Regions from separate parts of the Manis pentadactyla genome. Here region 2 is linked to region 1. Evidence: chromatin contacts called from public Hi-C data. All regions are on one chromosome and are shown on one strand. The core of a region is the stretch at or near the end of the contact, and the rest is flanking DNA. Distances in the headings are between cores, read along the strand shown.

What was found. Hi-C and Micro-C count contacts between places; a contact is called where the count stands out from the background.
Region 2: a Hi-C map of blood shows a contact between it and region 1, with 3 times the contacts expected there. The contact joins the promoter of TAAR9 here to the promoter of SLC18B1 in region 1. A contact is called at or near these places in 2 of 3 Hi-C or Micro-C datasets (blood and skin fibroblasts).

What each region holds. Positions count from the first base shown.
Region 1 is chr12:57,733,727-57,737,762 of mManPen7.hap1, reverse strand. SLC18B1 (solute carrier family 18 member B1) reads right to left here and starts at 2,056. Exons shown (of 11, transcript XM_057489259.1): 1 at 1,952-2,056; 2 at 1,551-1,624; 3 at 95-242. The coding sequence starts at 2,023.
Region 2 is chr12:57,955,334-57,959,084 of mManPen7.hap1, reverse strand. It overlaps TAAR9 (trace amine associated receptor 9), which reads left to right and starts at 2,180. Exons shown (of 1, transcript XM_036903655.2): 1 at 2,180-3,226. The coding sequence starts at 2,180. The coding sequence ends at 3,226.

The sequences.
Region 1 (4,036 bases), core at 807-3,306:
GAATAAGCAGGTCTAGAAGAATGACTGCAGCTTTACCTTGAAATAGTTTAGCCTACACTAAAAAGAAAATAGGAAAAAATTATGAAATACATACGAATATGGTAGTCACATTGTTTGGAAAAGCCTTTGCAAGGACAGGAAAAGACACAGTCATTGCTGCAGCAAAGCTGATTACATCTGTTATTCTCACTAGAAAACACATAGCAATAAATATTGATCCATCTGGAATGTGGTCCAAAATGCTAAAAGAGAGTAAGACAATTCTCAAATGTCAGGTTGAGAGTTTTTTTTTCCTCCTTTTTAATTCTACTCACTGAAAATAGTAGTACCTTACTAATTATTAGAATAAATCTCTAAAATATGTGGTTTATTATACTTTTAAAGTTTTTCATTTGTTTAAAGTTGCTTTATTGTACTTTCAATATTAGGAAATTACCTCTTTGGTTTTTTTTAACAATTTGATCATACTGACAGTTTAGTTGTCTTTTTCTGCTGACAAAATGGGTCCCCTAAACAATAATACTAAATAGGCTTTTTGAAACATACAGAATCACTCTGGCAAGAACCCATATAGAAGAAAGACTTCTGAGTTTCAGGTCCCCCGACCCTGAGCAAGGTGGGGCTCAAACCTCCGAAAAGAGAATGAATGCAGAAGATAGAAGACCTGCCCCCACAAAAACAAAAGAAAACAGAAAAACACTTAGTTTGATATGAAGGTTTTCCTGAACTCGTTGTTATAATCTTACTATGTACTCTTGTGATTCCTCTATGCTCCCCCCAAACCTATGTAAGTTCTTCCATATTTGCTGCCACTATGAGGCTGGTTTAAGCACTCTAAGCTTAAGAACTTCCATAGCTATTTTGTCTCTGGCATTTATTTCCCCTTTTTCTGAAAATAGCAATGGAGGAAACCATTGGGCTCCCATGCTCAGATGTGAGCATGTGACTCAGGCCTAGACAATCAGAGTATCTCTTCCTGGTTACAGTGACCTTCAAGCCGGAATGAGTTACCAACAAAGATCAGGCCACTGGGGCTCTGATATGTGACTCTACTAGCAGCTACCAGGACAGTGGCATTCTCTTCCTACAGGAGCAGCCAGGGCCATTATGGTCATCTCAAGGGGAAAGTTTGTCCAGGAACAAAGCACCAGAAAAGAAACGCAAAACCAGGCACTGGAGAGAAATTTCTGATGACAGTATTTTAACATCTGTATCCTGATTTTCTTCAGCTGATTGGGTAAGAAATACACTTTTTGGCTTAGGCCAAAAATTTCCTATGACTCCGAAAAGTGAGTTAAATTTCTGTGACTCACAGTCACAGGATTCTAATGAATAGAATCAGTAGCCAGCTTAACAATGAGTCCCTTGAGGATTCTCTTCTTTACATTCATTCTGCTAAGTTACCCAACTCCTTTTACCACTAGTCACATGCCAGGCATTCAAAAGACAATCAATGGTACTGACTGATTTAAAGAGAACATTAATATTTTAAACTGAAGATGGATTACAAATTCTGTTCAAGCTCTCAAACATATCAGAACATCACTTACCCAAAGATAATTGTAACTCCTCCTGAGACAAAGATCCCTGCTACAAACATAAATTTTGCTCCAATTTGTACAAGCTATAATAAATGTCAAAGAAAAGTAGAGAATTGATGACTACTGCAAGTCTATATTGACATAAACAAATCTACTGCATGAGAAAATATATAAGATATGGGGAAGCTAAGTACAATTAATACAGAACAATTCTTTAGTGGAGTGACAACATACATTACTTACAAATATAGAAGAAGTTAAAAATCAATCAGTCCTAAGAATGGAAGTGTCAACAGTGGCATAACTCATAAAATACAATGGTGGTTATTTCTGTATCAATGGAATTTCTAGACTAGTAAATTAAAATAACTCATTACACAAGTTTTAGAAATTAAAATGTGCACATGAACGTTAATACTTAGATATTTTCCAAATACCAAAGCTGCCAGCAAGTCAAACAAAGCGTAACACCCAAAGATCATACCAATGACTGTGCTGCTGGCTCCTTTCTTTGCAGCCTTTAAGGAAGAAGGAAACAAAGTTTAAAAGACAAATTAGCATCAATGTGGGAAATGGAACTATTATATCAAAGCATAGTCTTCTTGTAACTTCAGTCTATGCAGCAATTTCAGAGATTATTTTTTATTTTAGCATAATTTTTAAAAATATTTTTATTCTGGGGAAAGGAAAGGAAGCTAGTCTCTGACATGAAAATTATTCACTCAACATGTCCATAAAGAATTGTTAGTTTTATAACCTTGAGAAAGAATAACAAAGCTGGAGTTATCACATTTCATGATTTCAAAAATAAATTATAAAGTTACAGTAGTTAAAACTGTATGATGCTGGCATAAAGACAGACATATGTACCAATGAAACATATTAGAAAGCCAAGAAATAAACCCATACACACATGGTTGATCTCTCACTAGAGTGTCAAGGACACACGATGGGAAAAGGAAAGTCTCTTCAACAAATGATGTTGGGAAAACTAGATATCCACATGCAAAAGAATGAAACTGGACCTCTATTTTACACACTCACAAAATCAACGCAAAATTAATTAAATGTCAGACCTCAAGAAGACTTAAATGTAAAACCTGAAACTATTAAGATCATCAAAGAAAATATGGAGAGCGGAGGGACTTTTTGATACTGGTCTTGGCAATGATTTCTTGAATTTGATGCAGGCAACAAGATCAGAAGTACAGGTCACAAAATTGCAGGCAACAAAATGAAAAGTAGGTATATGGGACTATGTCAAACTAAAAAGCTTCTTCACACCAAAGGAAACAAACAAGAGTGAAAAGAATGGGAAAAAATATTTGCAAACCGTTTATTAGACAGGGGATTAATATCTAAAACATATAAAAATCTCCTGCAACTCAACATCAAAAAAAAAAAAGGACATGATTAAAAAATGAGCCAAGGATACAGAATTTTATTGTTGTTAACAACCATTTGATCAATAAATATGAGAGATGCCCTCTCAAAAAAAAAAAAAAATGAACCAAGGAGAATTGAAGAGACATTTCCCAAAGAAGATATATGATTGGCCAACAGGCATATGAAAAGCTGCTCAACAACACTGATCAAGGAAATGCAGATCAAAATCACAATGAAATATCACTTCACACCTGTTCGAATGGCTATTACTTAAAAAAACAAAACAAAAGATAACAAGTGATGGTGAGGATGTGGAGAAACTGGAACCATTGTACACTGCTAGAAATGTAGAATGGTGCAGCCACTATGAAAAATGATATGGAGGGTCCTTAAAAATTAAAAATAGAACTACAATATAATCCAGCAATCCCTCTTCTGAGAATATGTCTAAAATAATTGAAAGCAAGGTCTCAAAGAGATATTTGCACCCCCATGTTCACTGCAGCATTATTCACAACAACCAAGATATAGAAAAACTCAAATGTCCATTGACAGGTGACTGGATAAAGAAAATTTGACATATACATATAGTGGAATATTATTCAGCCTTTAAAAAGAAGGAAATCCTGGCATTTCAACAATACAGATGAATCTTGAGGAAATTATGCTAAGTGAAATAAGCCAGCCACAGAAAAACAAATACTGATGATTCCACTTATGAGATTTCTAATGTAGTCAAACTTATAGAAGAATAGTGGTGGTCAGGGGCTTCAGCAGAAGAAGTAGAGAATTACTGCTCATTGGATATAAAGTTTCTGTTATGCAAGGTGAGTTCATGTGGTCTTATCACACATGCATACATACAGACACACACACAAAGGAGCACACGGGAAATTTTGGAGGTGATGGAGATGTTTAGTATCTTGATTGTGGTGATGACATCATGAATATATGCATATGTCCAAATTCATCAAGATGGATTTATTAAATATGTGCAATTTTTTGTATATTGATTACACTTCAACAAAGCATGCCCTCCCACACACAAAGGAATTGTTAGATTTAGCTGGCAAAAACCATGATTAGAGGTTACAAACAAAAGCAAAAAT
Region 2 (3,751 bases), core at 931-3,430, 220 kb before region 1:
TCTCATTTACAACATTAAATCCACTTTCAGGTTGCTTTATGCAGAAATTTAAGTCATTGGAAAGGTTTAGGGTAGATTTTTTAAATACCCAGGGAGAGAACCAGGTTCAGAGAGGAACCAAAGGAAGATTCTACTACTGAGAGATTTGCGCAGAACCCATCATAGGAGCTTTCATTCTTTGCTAACCTCTGGCACCCTGAGCGTGGCACAGCATCCCTGCTGCTCCTCAGACTCCACTGCACCTGCTGTGAAGAATCTCTAACTCAGGTTCTGAATAGGCACCTGCATTCATGGTTTGGACACTGGGGAGGAATGGTACAGGCAGAGGGTCATAACATGGGTCCTGATTTCCCCTCACTTGGTATTCTTCACAATACTGGAGAGGAGAGAGGTGAACTGAGACAGGGAACCTGAACTGCTTGTAGGAAGGTTTCTTGGCATGAGGTGGTGGGGTTTAAGAGTGGCTTGCCCAAGATTATGATGGAAATGGAGATTCTAAAAGTCCCATTTTTAAATACTGCTTTTTGTAAGAAAAAAATGTTTTTGTTAGGAAATAATGTTAAACCTACAGAAAAGTTGCAGAAAGTTGTTCAAAGCACACTTATATACTGTTTACCAGATTTGCCTATTAAAATGTTGCTCTCTTTGCTTTGGCATTTGTCCTCTCTCTCCATCTTTATTTATGTGCATGGATAATTTTTTTCTGAACCATTGGAGAGTAAGCTGAATACATGACAGCCCTGAAGCCCTAAATATTTCAGTAATTTAATGTTGACACAATACTTTGCCAACTACTATAAAAGTAAAAACGAATTGATTTAAAAGTCACAGACTAGGGAAGTCAAAATAACCATGGGTGTATACACACATACCACATCCACAGAGAAACATTTAAAATTTACAGACTAGTGAAATCTATTACCTGAAGAGTATAGAAACATAGATAAAAGATATGCACACATAGTGTGTATGCATACAGCTTTTCCTAGGATCCTGCACTTTAACAGAGGCCAGACCTATAGCATAGGATAAATGGCAATAAGTGTGTTCCATCTTTAGATCACAGATTAAGAATTAGATGCAAGATTGTATTTTTTCATGGTTAAATGAAGTAAAAATTAATTATTCACTATTGTTTCGTGAACTCTGTAAATTGTTTTAAGATTGTATGCCTTTGTATAAAAAAATCTCAAATACCTGAAGAAACCAACTTCATTTCTATTTGAACTTTGGATAATTTAACATGAATCTATTCTTTCCAGAATCACCTCTGCAGTGTACCCCAGGAGTTGCCTACTCCTCTATGGTAGGTATAAAACTATACTGTTTTTTAAGGTTGGGAGGTAAGAGGCTAGGTGAGTTACTGCTTATTTAATCAATCTTATTGATATTAGATTCCAGGCTAAAACTGGCTGTTAGCCTGGAAAATACTTATGCAATGATTATATTAGTATCAGTTTGTAAGAAGAGTTCTTCAAGACATCTAAATTGTCCATCCAAATCATGAGTGAATACAAAAGTTAAAAACCCCACAAACTGAAAATAAAAGTGATAGAAAATATGCATTACCCCAAAATGTTTAGCAAGCAATTATAAGTAAATGTTTCCTCAGTCTTCACTTTCTATACCATAGGGATTTTGAGGTCATAATTTGAAGGAGATGTAATTTATTTCTTCCTTCTTGAAAAAAATGAAGTATAGTTCATCATTACTGTTGAAATGGCCCCTCAGGGGAGATAACTTTGTAAATATAACTCAGCCTTTGGTAACCTAATTATTTCTTAACTCAGGTGGTTATAGGTGAGATTTCAAAAGATAAAGTAACACTAAAAAAACACAACGATTTTTCTAATGATTAGCCAAATACATTCTAATATATTTTTGGACTAAGTGTGTAGCCAGTCTTTTGTGCTAAATTTGACCAAAATTTTAACAGCTTTCTGCATCAAGTTCCCACTCTAAATATATTAAAAACTTGGGACTACTTTTTGGAAAGATCAAGAGGTTATGGTTAACATGCCAAAAAAATTAAAAAATTGGCTTAAAAAGTTACTAGCTCTAATTCTAACTAGAGATTTTTTTTTCCTCTCCCAGTAGCTTCTGAAATTGCCAACTCCTCCATTTGAAGTTGTTGAAATAGGGAATTTGAGAACTATAAGATAATTCAAACAAGAAGGCAATGGTGAACAATTTCTCCCAGGCTGAAGCTGCGCAGCTCTGCTATGAGAACGTGAATGGATCCTGCATTAAAATTCCGTACTCCCCGGGTCCTCGAGCAATTCTGTATGCAGTCCTTGGTCTGGGGGCCGTGCTGGCAGTGTTTGGAAACTTACTGGTTATTATTGCAATCCTCCACTTCAAACAGCTGCACACACCTACAAACTTCCTGATCGCCTCTCTGGCCTGCGCTGACTTCTTGGTGGGCGTGACCGTGATGCCCTTCAGCACGGTGAGGTCTGTGGAGAGCTGCTGGTACTTTGGGGAGAGTTACTGTAAATTTCATACATGTTTCGATACTTCCTTCTGTTTCGCTTCTCTGTTTCATTTATGCTGTATCTCTATTGATAGATATATCGCCGTGACTGATCCTCTGACCTATCCAACCAAGTTTACTGTGTCGGTGTCAGGAATATGCATTATTCTGTCTTGGTTCTTCTCTGTCACGTACAGTTTTTCGATCTTTTACACCGGGGCCAACGAAGAAGGGATCGAGGAATTAGTAGTTGCTCTCACCTGTGTAGGAGGCTGTCAGGCGCCGTTGAATCAAAACTGGGTTTTACTTTGTTTTCTTCTGTTCTTTATCCCCACCGTTGCCATGGTGTTTTTATATGGTAAGATATTTTTGGTGGCTAAACATCAGGCTAGAAAGATAGAGAGCACAGCCAGCCAAGCTCAGGCCTCTTCAGACAGCTACAAGGAAAGAGTAGCAAAGAGAGAGAGAAAAGCTGCTAAAACGCTGGGTATTGCTATGGCGGCGTTTCTCGTATCTTGGCTGCCGTACATTGTTGATGCCGTGATTGATGCTTACATGAATTTTATAACTCCTCCTTATGTTTATGAGATTTTAGTGTGGTGTGTTTATTATAATTCAGCGATGAACCCCCTGATATATGCTTTCTTTTACCCATGGTTTCGGAAGGCAATAAAACTTATAGTAAGTGGGAAAGTCTTAAGGAGTGGTTCCTCAACAGTTAACTTATATTCTGAGGAAGCAGGCATAGATTGACAAGATGACTGCAGGGATTTCAAAACAAACATGGAGTTAAGGTCAAGTGCAAAACTGAACACTTGGATCTAGAGAGTGAAGTGTCACCATTTGCCAAGTAGGAGGATATTACATTTAACAGCTGTCCTAAGGCATTTGTCATCTTCATGTATGTTGGTATTTTACAAAATTTAGTGAAGGATGAGTCAGATTTGCTGATTACTTCCCATCGAATATTACACTATGGTTTTCTGATTTGTACAGCAATTTCTAATACCTTCTCTGAATGTCTTACTTGTTTCTTGAAATAATTTGAAGTTTTGCAGGTTATCTTATACTTGTTAACAATGTCCCATTTTCCAAAATACATAGAGGACATAAAAGCTCCTGCCTAACTTGTCAGTTAGATTCTTTGGGGACAAAAATCTTCTCTCAAGTATATTTTGTTTGTGAACTAATTACAAGATTACAGATTCCTGAAACTTTTTAAATCTAAAATGATTTTATAGAGAATTGGGCTGTAGGACTTACTAGTAATTGGAGATG